Linked DNA regions of Rattus norvegicus: all the other regions are linked to region 1. The links are chromatin contacts, called in public Hi-C maps. All regions are on one chromosome and are shown on one strand. Each heading gives the region's core, a stretch centred on a gene start, on an enhancer-like site or on the middle of the called end of the contact. The rest is flanking DNA. Distances are from core to core; before and after follow the strand shown. Region 1 overlaps Pgd (phosphogluconate dehydrogenase). Region 2 overlaps Ctnnbip1 (catenin, beta-interacting protein 1). Region 3 overlaps Rbp7 (retinol binding protein 7).

Evidence for each region. Hi-C and Micro-C count contacts between places; a contact is called where the count stands out from the background.
Region 2: a contact with region 1 is called in a Hi-C map of Schwann cells, with 9 times the contacts expected there. The contact joins two enhancer-like sites. A contact is called at or near these places in 9 of 12 Hi-C or Micro-C datasets (the A7r5 cell line, the Rat2 cell line, Schwann cells and 6 more).
Region 3: a Hi-C map of liver shows a contact between it and region 1, with 5 times the contacts expected there. The contact joins two enhancer-like sites. A contact is called at or near these places in 3 of 12 Hi-C or Micro-C datasets (kidney, liver and mammary epithelial cells).

The regions. Positions count from the first base shown.
Region 1 is chr5:164,863,491-164,867,629 of GRCr8, reverse strand. Pgd (phosphogluconate dehydrogenase) reads left to right here. Exons shown (of 13, transcript NM_001305435.1): 11 at 637-736; 12 at 878-1,000; 13 at 1,096-1,800. The coding sequence ends at 1,215. Among named protein-coding and RNA genes, the nearest start is that of Cenps, 8.9 kb to the right of the region's middle. Within about 2 kb of position 2,014, at least 33 of the 93 cell types and tissues checked have an H3K27ac peak or open chromatin away from gene starts, as enhancers often do. A contact at or near this core is called in liver, where this site is marked.
Region 2 is chr5:165,269,888-165,274,026 of GRCr8, reverse strand. Ctnnbip1 (catenin, beta-interacting protein 1) reads right to left here. Exons shown (of 5, transcript NM_001173388.1): 3 at 1,679-1,799; 4 at 987-1,077. The coding sequence starts at 1,774. Among named protein-coding and RNA genes, the nearest start is that of Ctnnbip1, 27 kb to the right of the region's middle. Within about 2 kb of position 2,451, at least 2 of the 93 cell types and tissues checked have an H3K27ac peak or open chromatin away from gene starts, as enhancers often do.
Region 3 is chr5:165,168,696-165,172,834 of GRCr8, reverse strand. It overlaps Rbp7 (retinol binding protein 7), which reads left to right. Exons shown (of 4, transcript NM_001108693.1): 4 at 1-50. Among named protein-coding and RNA genes, the nearest start is that of Rbp7, 6.6 kb to the left of the region's middle. Within about 2 kb of position 1,949, at least 69 of the 93 cell types and tissues checked have an H3K27ac peak or open chromatin away from gene starts, as enhancers often do. A contact at or near this core is called in liver, where this site is marked.

The DNA of each region.
Region 1 (4,139 bases), core at 765-3,264:
ACCCATCCCCTGGAGTTGACTCCTAGAGCCTTTTGTTTGATGGGGGAAGTGGTCTCAAATAGCCCAGGCTGGCCTTGAACTACTGATCCTTCTGTCTCCACCTCACTCTCTGTACTTGAAAAAAAAATTTTTTTTAAATAATTTTTATGGGACTGGAGAGATGGTTTAGCAGTTAAGAGCACTGCCTGCTCTTCCAGAGGACCCAGGTTCAATTCCCAACAACCACAAGGTGACTCATACCATCTGTAACTCTAGTCCCAAGGGGTACAGTGCCCTCTCTGGCCTCCTTTGGCACTGTGTGCACCTGGTGCACAGACATACATGCATGCAAAACGCACACGCAACACCACATTCTGTCTCTCTGTCCATCTGTCTGTCTGCATGTGCAGGGTGGTACATAGTGTGCCACAGTTGTGTGTAGACCTCAGAAGCCCATTGTGGGGGTTGGTTTTCTCACTGTCGGACTTGGTGGCGGACCAAGCTGCTGAGCCGCCTCATTGGCTCTCTACTTGGGAAGGTCCCGCTGGCTCTGGTGCACGGGCTGTGACCTGCACCTCTGCAGAGCGAGTGCTGGCGCTTATTTCCAGGGGCTTGGCTGCTCTTGCTTTAAGGTTGATTTCTTGCAAATTATTTCAGTGTATTCCTGGGAAAAATTAAAGATGCCTTTGAGCGAAACCCAGAACTTCAGAACCTACTGCTAGATGACTTCTTTAAGTCAGCAGTCGACGACTGCCAGGTACGTTGTTGGCAACGGGTGGTGCTGTGTGCTCTGGGTCTCGTTTAGTAGCATTGATGTCTCTCTGGAGTCTGTCCTGGAGACCGGAAGCTCAGTGTGTCTGGGGCAAACCCAGCCGCTGACCTTCTGCTCTCTGCTCAGGACTCCTGGCGCCGGGTGATCAGCACCGGGGTGCAAGCGGGCATCCCCATGCCCTGCTTCACAACCGCCCTCTCCTTCTACGATGGGTACAGACATGAGATGCTGCCCGCCAACCTCATCCAGGTGAGCTTGGGAGGGCGTGGTGCCTTAACCTGGCTGGTTCCTAAGGCTGTGTGCCTGCGAACCACCCTGACCAGCTGCGTTCGATCCTCCCCTAGGCTCAACGGGACTACTTTGGGGCCCACACCTATGAACTCTTATCCAAACCAGGAGAATTCATCCACACCAACTGGACAGGCCACGGTGGCAGTGTGTCGTCCTCTTCATACAATGCCTAGTGGGCCTGTGGCTTTGCCCTCCCTCCCAGCGGCAGGACAGCCTCTGCGGCACTCAGCACCCCTCTTTGCCCTAGTTCCTGCTCAGTGCTCTTAGCCAAGTGTTGGCTGTGATCGCCGAAGAAGTCACCACGTGCTCCACCTCGATCTTTTGCGCTGCCCAGGAACTGACCTTGTGCTCCACTGCGTGATGGCCCGCTCCCTGACTGAGCTGTGCCATGTGGGTCAGAGAGCCTGCTGCTCCCCGCACACAGAGGGGTGGGTGGGGTTGTACAGCCGGACCGTGGATCATGAGTGTGGGTTCTGATGTCCTACACCCAGTAGGAGTGTGTGGGGACACTCTTCACTCCTCTGGTGCGCCTGGTAGAAAGGTCTGCACTATTGGGGATTGATTTGATTTGATTTCCTAAGACTCCAACTGAAACAGGACACGTTAACTTAGGGTAATGAGTAAGTCTGGGGAGGTGAGGAGCCAAGGAGTGGGTGGGCAGAGGCTCTCTTGGGTCTTTTCTTACTGGCACACTTGGATGTTCACGTGACATCCGCCCGATCACACACCTGTAATAAACTTTTTAGGCTGGCTTGGCCTCTTTGTGTCTTCTGACCAGTCTGTCGAGGTCCCTCCCTGCTGTGTGGTGGGACTTGCGGTGTGGTGAGTCTGTTCCTGACCGAGGCTTCTCCTCTGTCTTGTTTACTGATTGCATTACCTGGCCTTGGGCCATCCCACTGTGTTAGGCCAGCAGGGACCTCTGCTCTGTGACTGCTTTTTCTGGACAGCTTTAGAGTCCGTCCCAGTAGTGGCCTGAGAACAGAGCAAACACTGTCTGTTTGGACAGCTGGGGCCTCCTGTCTCTGACTTGAGCCTCAGAAGCTTCCAGAGAGGCAGAGCTGACATGGAAAAGCAGTTTTTACTCACCCCTCCTGGGTTTGGTCAATTAGGAATCATGATCCCCTTCCCTCAAGCACCCCCGGAGTAGAGAGTGGGTCCCTGCACCCAAGCTTACTGACTCTTAAATCTTCCTAGATGTGAGGGCCAGGGCTTACCTGCCCTCAGCCCCATGCACAGACTCCTTTGCTTATCATCCTTACTCTGAGGCAGATGGATACTTGGAGAACAGAGGGAATTCTGAGGAGACACAACAGAGAAACCGGAGGGTGAGCTTGAACTAAAGTGAAATCCAAGGGTTGACCAGGGTGAACTCTAGCCCTTTCTAGTTCACCTCCAAGAAGAAGCTGTGAAAAGTCAGGTCAGGTCAGATCTGTAACCAGCCCCCTTTCCTAGTAGCTGTGTGACTGGAATATCGTTTCCTGTCATATCTGTTTTCTCATAGGAAAATGTCATGAGTCTCCATGACAGCAATAGCATTTGGTATTCCACACCTCGGCAGCTCCTTGTGAGGATGTGGTCTGCCTTGTACCAGGGCTCTGCTGTCGCAGTGGGGAGTTCACTGTACAAGTGTTCAGAAGGCCTCTGTCCAGTGTCCCGTGTGTAGCACACACTTAGGTATACTGATTAACAGATTCCCCAGCACGGTGTCCCCCTGGAGAGTGAAAAAGGGGTCCCTGGGGCTGATCCCCCATTCTGCATTTCCAACAAGCTCTCAGCTGGTATCTGTGTTTCCGGACACACATGTCAATGAACACAACCCACAAGAAACCAAGAGGCAAAGCTGCCAGGGGACGAGTGTACAATGAAGGCCATGTGGTTAGGGCTTGAGCTCAGAGCTGTCCTAATGGCACTTCCCGGTGTGCTCTGTGTGTGCTCACGCATGTGCAAGTCCATCGGTTTGTTTGAAATGGTCTCTCACCGTGACCCAAAGCTCAGCCAAGACATTCACCTGCCTCTGCCTCCCTCCACAGCACAGTTTTCAAGTACATACCTGGTGCCTGATGGGCTGTGCTTTTGTTTACATGGGTTCTAGTCCAACCCTGGCAGGGAGTGTGGAGAGTTCAAAGCCAGCCTAGGCATACCAAGACCCTATCTCGGACCCCTACCTTCCTCTAGGTAGAAGGCTGCCCAACCTGTTGGGCTGGTAGTGTGACTCAGCAGTAGAGCTCTCAGTCACCTGGCACAAGGGGTCACCTGCAACGGGGACCAGAAAAGAGAAGGAAGGCGGAGGGGGAGGGGAGGGTTGGTTTTTTGTTTTTTTTTTTTTTAAGTTCCTCTATGTAACTCCCGGGTTGTCTGGAACTCTGTATAGACCAGGTTGGCCATGAACTTGCAGAGATCTGCCAGCTTCTGCCTCCCAAATACTGGGATTAAAAGTTGTGTGTGGGGCTGGAGAGATGGCTCAGCGGTTAAGAGCACTGACTGCTCTTCCAGAGGTCCTAAGTTCAAATCCCAGCAACCACATGGTGGCTCACAACCATCTGTAATGGGATCTGATGCCCTCTTCTGGTGTGTGTGAAGACAGCTACAGTGTATTCACATATAATAAATAAATAAATCTTTTTAAAAAAATCTTTAAAGAAAAAAAAAAGTGGTGTGTGAGCCTGGGGAATCCAATGCCCTATTCTGACCACCAAGGTACACATACATGCAGGCAAAACACCCATATACATAAAAGAAAATCTTAAGAAAACAAAGTTTAAGATCACCCTGAGCTGGGGACTGGAGAGATGGCTCAGCGGTTAAGAACACTGACTGCTCTTCCAGAGGTCCTGAGTTCAATTCCCAGCAACCACATGGTGGCTCACAACCATCTGTAATGGGATCCGATGCCCTCTTCTGGTGTGTCTGAAGACAGCTACAGTGTACTCATATACATAAAGCAAGGGTGAGAGGGGGACTAGGGGGTGGTGATAACCAGACAGTCTCAGGACCAGAGGTGCCTGTCACTAGCACTCATTCTGCAATCTTCAGAAAATACCACCTGCCATAGAGGCAGCAGTGGTGGTGCACGCTTTAATCCAGCCCTGGGAAGAGG
Region 2 (4,139 bases), core at 1,202-3,701, 410 kb before region 1:
CTGCTCTGCTCTGCTCTCTGCTCTGCTCTCTGCTCTGCTCTCTGCTCTGCTCTCCTCTGCTCTCCTCTGCTCTCTGCTCTGCTCTGGTGGCTGCTCCTGTCTGGACATGCCACGGGCCACTCAAGTATCTTTTTTTTTTTTAATTTGAGACAGGGTTTCTCTGTGTAGCCCTGGCACTCCTAGAACTTGGTCTGTAGAACAAGCTGGCCTCCTGGGATTAAGGGTGTGACCTACACTGCCTGGCTCACTAAAATACTGTACAGCCCCAACCAAGCATGAAAGCCTACCAGAAAAGGACCATGAGGAGACGCTGCTCAGAACACTGTGCTAGAGAGTCAGGTGGGGCTCTCGGAGGGGAGGAGGCTCCACAAGAAGCAAGGGGACAGGGAGCTAGCAGCCCAGCAGCCCAGCAGCCCAGCAGTGAGGCTCCTGGGCACCTCGGTGTGGTCAAGGGCAATTACTTCCTGATCCCCAAACACTGCCTGCTAGCTGGAAGTCATACAAGAAACAGCTGTCAACAGTCAAACACTATGTATCGATCCCTGGCACAGGCCCTGCTCTACAATAAACACCGGAGTGAAGGTTTGACTGTGAGGATCCCTTTTGCATGTAGAGATATCAGGCCCTTTGAGCCACCTCTTCCTGTTAAGGGCCGGCCCACCAGTCCCTGCACAGTTGTCCCTGACAGGGACAGAAATCTCAGAACATTGAGCAGTTTCGTGGTCCCTGAACTAGGTGCTGAGCAGACAGGGAACAGGCTGAAGGTTAAGGGATGCAATAACCAGACCCTCTGTGGTTGCACAAGGCTCCAGACACTCTACCTCGTCCTCCTCCCTCCAGGCCTAGAAAGACATCACCACCTGCCTTGTTGGATCCCCATTGCTGGGACCAGACAGGAGCCTGTGCATGGGAAGGAACACTGTCTGCTCCCCTTTTCCTGAACTCCCAGGCCACCCATTCAGCTTTGTGCCTGGCCCTTGGCTCACCCTGGTCGATGGAGTGCTGTGGCAGCTGGCTGAGCTGGCTGTTGACGACCCCTGCATAGGTGCGCAGGAATTCCTCCTCGCTGGCAGTCAGCTGCAGGGTGAAAGCGCTGAGATGAGAGAGGAGCGTGGACCCCGCACTTGCTGCCCCTGCACCTCCCCTCTTGCTCCTTGCCCTCTATGCCTGGCATCTGTCCCAGCAGTCACATCCTGCTCCCGTCCTGGTCCCCGACATTCACATGCCTGCCACTCTGGATCTAGATCAGTGTCTACTCTGGGGTGGGGTAGATATGAAAGCCCAGTCCCCGGCCACACACCAATGGCCATCAGCAGTCTCGGGTTTCTCCATTTCTTTTTCAAAAGATGCCCTGTGCTTGCTCTACTGCTCTCTCCAGTGGTCGCCCTGCCCAGCTGCCCCGTATCTGCCCCAGGAGAGAAGCCTCTCTGAGGTCACTGAGGATCAGAAAGGAGGGGTAAAGTCCTCACCGTCCCTGCCCAAAATAAAAATGGAGTGGAAAGATAACCTCAGCAATGCTCCCTAAAGTGAGCGTGTGGGCTCTGCGTTGGGGATTCCTGAACTGGCAGCAGAGAGATTAATCCACAGGCCCACAGCCCTCCCCAGGAAGTAACTGCAGCTGTACCTTCCCTCCTTCAGGGCAGCAGGCCCTGCTCCTGGACAGCCCCCAGGCACTCACATTTGACCCCATCTTCCTCAGCATGAGCAGCACGCGGACCTTCTGCTGAATGTACATCTCCTCCGGACTCTTCCCGGGTGCTCCCTCACGGTTCATCCCCGTGGCCCAGTTCTGGGGACCCCTGTAAGGAGACGGGGAACATTATGGGGAGACTATCAGGATGAGATATACTCTAATACCAACCCTTGTAAGTGATGCAGCCCTTTCTCAAACAGACCCTCCCCAGTAGGGACCTCATTTCTGAAAGCACAGGAGAGGTTGTAGGGGAGGTGGTGGGCCCTCCATGCCTTCTGACCTGAGGCCCAGGTAGTACAGCTGAGGAGCTCTTATTCCAGAGCAGAGGCTGCGGGGAACAGCCAAGGTTTCTATTCAGAGCCACAGGACGAATGAGAAACGAAGCCCCAAGAGTTCTAGGTTTTCAATGCAAGGAGCAAGCACAAGTAAAGGGACTTGATCAGAGGTGGCTCTCTGGGGCCCTGGGCTTAAGAAACCCAGAGATCAGTAACAATACCCTGTGCAAAGCCCCTACTGAACTCAAGTGGCCAGCTCCTGGGCAAGGCACCAAGGAGTCCCTCTAGAGGGTCTTCCCAGGGCACTGGAAGGGCTGCCATAGCCACCCTCTCACACCCACCCCACCTGTTTGAGGACAGCTCCTGAAGATAGCTGTGAAGGCCAGCGGCTGTGCCCAGGTGTCACTGGCCTGAGCTACAGCCAGCCCGAGAGAGCAGCCCAGAGCCTCCTCCTCCAGAAGGAGCTGGGGGAGAGAAGGAGGATCTAGGGGTTTGGGTTACACACTTGAACTCTTGGACAAGTCAGAAATAACGCAGCAGCTGGTGGGGCGGGGCCTTGGCAGCCCTGCTACCAAGGAGCTGCACTCGGGGAATGAGGGAGCGTGGGACTGACAGGCTAAGGACAGTCCTCACACCATCCACTCTCAGTGGCCCATGAGTCCTAGACGGGGACATGCTGGACGAGGCACTACTCCATGCCAAGGGCGTACCCGGGAATGTGCCAGAGCCTGGGCGACGGCTCCCGAGTATCTGCTCGTCAGCTGCTCAAAAGCCTAATGGGGCCCTCGCCCTGAAAGCCCACGAAACAGGTTGGAAACCTGTCCAGATGGGGCTGACATCATGCTGAATACTTGACACAGCACGGGATTCCTTCTACTGATACAATATCCACCCTTGGAGCCCTAGAATCCACACTCCTTTCTTCTGTCGTCCACTCCCTTCCAACCCACGCTAGGCTCAGGAAGGGGCCAGAGTAACTACTAGGGCCTGGGAAAAGGCACAGTGGCCTCAAGCCTCATCTCCAGGGCACACCCCAGCCTCTGTATGGACTCAATTGCTGCAGAACTCAGCAGAATGTTCTGGGTTCTCTCTCCTTCATCTCACCTGTTCTCACTCTAGTTCAGGCACCAGCACTGCTGCTCTGGGGACGGACCACGCATGGCTTCATGGTGACCCCTGCCTGGACTGAGTATGGATGCTGCGGCTCTTCCCTGCTGTTTCCATCTGAACTACTACTTGGCCTTGGCTCATAGCCCGCTCACACCGTCCACTACTGCTACTTTCTGCTACTGCTACTTTCTACTACTGCTACTTTCTGCTACTGAGTGACTATCACAGTCTACACAGGTCAGGAGAGATGACACCACCCCCACCTAGTCCTTCCTGAAAATCCATGTCCTAGTCCTGGGGTTGCCTGTGAGGCCCCGTGTGGTCAGCGCTGTGCCCTCTGCAGCCAAGCTCTCCCTAGTCTTCTGCTGGTCAGCCTCTGTGTTGGGTTCCACCACCTGGGCCAGAGCTGGCTTCATCTCAGCCTCAAGGTACCTTTCTAGGGGAGCCAATCCTGCGCCCTCACCTCTTGTCACACAGCCCTGTCTCACTGTCCTAGTTTTCTGAGTGTCTTGTTGGAACATCTGCTTATTGTCTCTTTCCTCTGTGCTGGAAGGCAGGCCAGGGTGCGTCCACTCTGCTTGCCCGTTCTCCTAGGGCCTAGCACCAACAGGCACGGGGTAAATAGTGCCCAATGGCTGAATGGGTCTCAGATCTCCTGTCTACTACATCCATACCAATTTGGAAACAGTGTCATTATGTTAAGAGAGTCAAGCAAGCTGGGCATGGTGGTGCTTGCCTCGAATCTCAGCACTTGGGAGGCAGGGGCAGGCAGCTCTCTGTGAGTTCAAAGCTAGCCTTGTCTAAAAGAAATTATCTAAGACAGTGAAGGTTACACAGAGAAATGTTGTCTTAAACAAACAAACAAACAAGCAAGCAAACAAACAGTATTAACCTAGAGTCCCATAAACTAATTTAACTTTTCCAAAGGACTCTACTTAGAATGGCTTGAGCCACTGTGATCTCCAGAAAACACTGGAAGTCCTCCACAAAGCCTTCAGACTGGGAATCGGAGCTCCCATGAGCAAGATCTTCCAACTCTGCTCTGTGCGCAAAGGCCCAGT
Region 3 (4,139 bases), core at 700-3,199, 310 kb before region 1:
TTTGATTGCAGCACGGTTTCAGCTCCAATAAACCTATTCAAATGACGCTGATTTTTTCTTTCAACACTTAACATGACTTGTTTGTTTGTTTGTTTGAGGGGCTGAAGAGATTTATTTCTTTGTTATCTGAGGGGCTGAAGGGATGGCTTAGAGGTTGAGAGCACTGACTGCTCTTCCAAAGGTCCTTGCCTTGGATTCCCAGCAACTACATGGTGGCTCACAACCATCTGTAATGGGATCTGATGCCCTCTTCTGGTGTGTCTGAAGACAGGGACAGTGTACTTATATATAATAAATGAATAAATCTTTTAAAAAAATCTAAATTTATGTATGATATATATATACATATGTATGTGTATATATACATAGTTATATATGTATATATATGAGTATGTGTGTGTGTACATATGGCCTTGAACCCACAGACATTGCCCTGTCTCTGCCTCCAGGGATTAAAGGCCTGGGGCTCGACCCATTATTTTGAGGAGTGTTTGAAAGCCTGTTCCATGCACAGAGTGCACACTGAGAACAGGACATTAATTCCTGCCTCCAAGGCAGGTGAGAAAGGTTTCAAAAATAGCTTCTGAAGGCGAACAGGTGGTGGCGCTGGAAGGGTGTGCGGCTAGAGAGGTGGCCTTGATACACAAGCCAACAGGAAGTACTTTAGCTGGCACGCCAGGAGGTCTTTCAAGGGATTTGGTTGCTTGTTTTTATCTGGGGTCTCACACAGTATAAGCTGGCCTTGACTTTGTATCCTCTGCAGTCTCTTCCAGATGCTGGGAGTACTGACGTGCTATTTCACATCTGGCTTGCCCTTGCACAGGCAGCCTGGTGCTCCGGAGCGGTGCTCCAGTTAACTGACAGGGTGTACTTGGGTGGGTGTGAAGAAACTGGATTAAGGGAGATAGATCACCATAGACCTATCATCAAAGACCTTGAGTGACAAGTTTTAAAAGTCGGAGTTTGGTTGGCTGGAGAGGTGGCTAAGAGCACTGGCAGCTCTTCCAAAGGACCCCGATTTAATTCCCAGAACTCACATGTCAGCTAACAACCATTTGTAACCCCGGTTCCAGGGGATCCAACACCCTTTCCTGGCCTCTGTGGACACCAGGTGTGCAGGTGGTACGTAGACATACACGCAGGCAAAATGTCTATACACATAAATAAAAATCGGGGGCCGGCAAGATAACAGTGGGTAAAGGTCCTTGCCCTCCTCTGACAATATGAATTCCACCCCCACTTGACGAAGGAGAGAATTGATTCTCCACAAGTTCTTCTCTAATGTCCACATGTGCAATATGTACACGCACGCACGCACGCACGCACGCACGCACTCACGCTCGCACTGGTTAGACTTGCCCGCTGTGTAAGAGGAAGGTCACACTAAGAAAGTGTGTAGGTTGAGAAAGTGTGTTGGTTGGTTTGACAGAAGCTAGACTAGCCAGAGACAAGCTCTGGGCAAGTATTTGAGGTAATATCTGGATGTAATTAATCGAGGTGAGGAGACCGGCCCTAACTGGGAGGCACCATCGCTTGGACTGAACAAAAGGTCCTTGAGCCCTGCTGCGAGACGCCCAGGCTTTGGAGGGCAATAACCTGGGACTGTGAGTCAGCACAAAGCCTTCCTTCTTTACCTTGCTATCCTCAGGGTATTTTTCCATAACAGTAGAAAGGAATGTAGGCAGTAGGGTACCTGCAAGATCAGAGAGGAGATAGGACTGTTGATGGGGGAGGATCTTGGAGGGAGATGCAGATAAGAAAGTCCCGGTAGAGAGCCCTGGGCAAGTCTCCTTAACACGCTAGGACTCCGTCTGGAGCAGAAGCATCCATTGAAGATGAGGAATCCGCAGTTCAAGATAACTAACTGGTGAGTAAGGCAGGATGGAAGGTGAGGACTGTGCTAAGATGACCGTCTCCAGCTGCTGAAGGGGGAGGAAGCCCACAGGGAGAAGGCAACGTGGTGGAAGCCGGAAGTGAGGCTGCAGCTCCGTGAAGGGGCGGTGCCTGCTCAGCAGGGGAGTAGACAGAGAGATGGCGGGAAGCCGAGCACGGCTTTTCAAGCCTAAGGGGCCACCCAGATGGGAACAGCATTCTGAAACCGGGTTGAAATCCCAGCATCAGGAATCTCAACGCAATTAACATTCCCTGTCATGGTGGCCAACATAGAGACAGTGTGACCCTTAGGCTTTAAGCACAGTTCATTGATATTTTAACATTTTATGTGGAAAAAAATTACACACACACACACACACACACACACACACACACACACACACATTATGTTGGGCACCTTCACAGCAAATGTTAATTGTGCTGCGGCTCTAGAAACTGAGGCTTCAGCTAGCGACTCCTTTTATCTCCCACGTCAGGATGATTTTCCCGATCGTGCCTCAGTGGGACTCAGTAAAAGAACATCGGACAGACTAGGACTTAAGTGTCTGAGGCCAAAGCGCCACAGTTTATGCCCGGAAATAACCGAATACTTTTAGGAGCCAAAGGAAGGACTTCCGTGAAGGCAGGGACGTGATAGCTGCACCAGGCGCTGGATGCAACTTCCCTCCCATGGCTCCCGCTCCTTCTCTGCAGGCTGGCGCCAGCTGGCGGGGCTCACTGGGCTCAGACTGGAACGAATGGCCACTTTGAGTTTCAACTCCAAGCGTCCACCAGGGGGAGGCTGCAGGACCTCGCTGTGCAGAGCTGAGAAGGGCTGCCACGTGTCGGATGAGGACTGCGTGGAGCCGCGGGGTAGCGAGGAGGCTCTGTCGTTCCCCAAAGCAAGGGCTGGGTTCTCCGTGCAAAGGTGTAATGACACGGAGAAACGGCAGATTTTATGGAATAAAAGAGGAAGCTTCTCGCGACGACGCTTCTGCGAGGTATCTGAACCAAGCCAGCTTTCCTGGGAGGATCAAGAATTTCAACTCCTGGATTCCAGGAGAGCAGGATGGAGAACAATGGGAAGTCTGTGGTTAGGGAGGGGACCTGCAGTTCCACACGCGGACACCGGAGGGGAGGCAGAGGACACTTGGTCCTTGGTTTTAATTCATTTCTATTTATTTATTTATTCCTGCCTAGTAGGAATGGAGAGATCTGATCTTTCAAAAAAGAAATAAATAAATAAAAGCAATCAAACAAAAACAATTTTAAAAAATTAATATTAGTATACACACACAAATCCTTTCTGGGAGTAGGGGGTTGGAGATAAGGTCTCACTTTGTAGCTCTGGCTGGCCTGGAACTCAGTATGTAGATCAGGCTGGCCTCTGCCTCCCTAGTGTTGGTATTAAATATGTGGGCCACCATACCCGGTTTTTTTTTTCTTTTAATTAATTGTGGATGTGGGGGGGGGGGGTTCGGAGACGGCTCAGCACACAAAGGCACTTGTCCCTCAGTTTGTGGTATCTGATAGGAGGACAGAACGGAGTCCTAAAGGTTGTCTCTGATCTCCACACCTGTGTTAGCATTTGCACACAATAAATAAGTGCAAATAAAATACACATAGGGTGGCGTAAAGCCTTAGGGGTCTACTGTCAAAGTGGAAATGTGCTGTCTCACGAGAGCACACTTGGCTAGCTCGCAGAGGCCCTGGGTTCAGGCGAGCATTGCAGACAAGCAAAAACCACAAAAATTGACCGTGTTGGTCACTTCTAACAGTGCAGATGGGAAGCATTACGAACAGCCATACTGCTGAGTGCACAGGTGCACTCCGTGTAATCCCGGCACCCAGGAGGCAGAGGTTGGTGGATCTCTGTGAGTTCGAGGCCAGCCTGGTCTACAGCGAGAGATCCAGGACTACGCAGAAAGACACTGTCCATAAATAAATACATACATACATACATACATACATACATACATACATACATTTATACTGTCAGGTATGGAGACACTTACATAATCCCCAGCACTGGGAGACAGGAAGTACAGAACTCAAGGTCTATGCAGGGAATTCAAGGCCAGTCTAGGTTACACAAGATCTGTCTCGAGCATGCAAATGAAAACCAAACTAAAACAAAGGATGTTGTTCCTCCTGCTGTGCCAACCCCACTAACTGAAGAGTGCTTTCTTCATTCCACATGAGTGCTATGTCCCCATTGGACACCCACTCTCCAGACCTGGGAACCACCACGTGCTATCGGTCTTTTT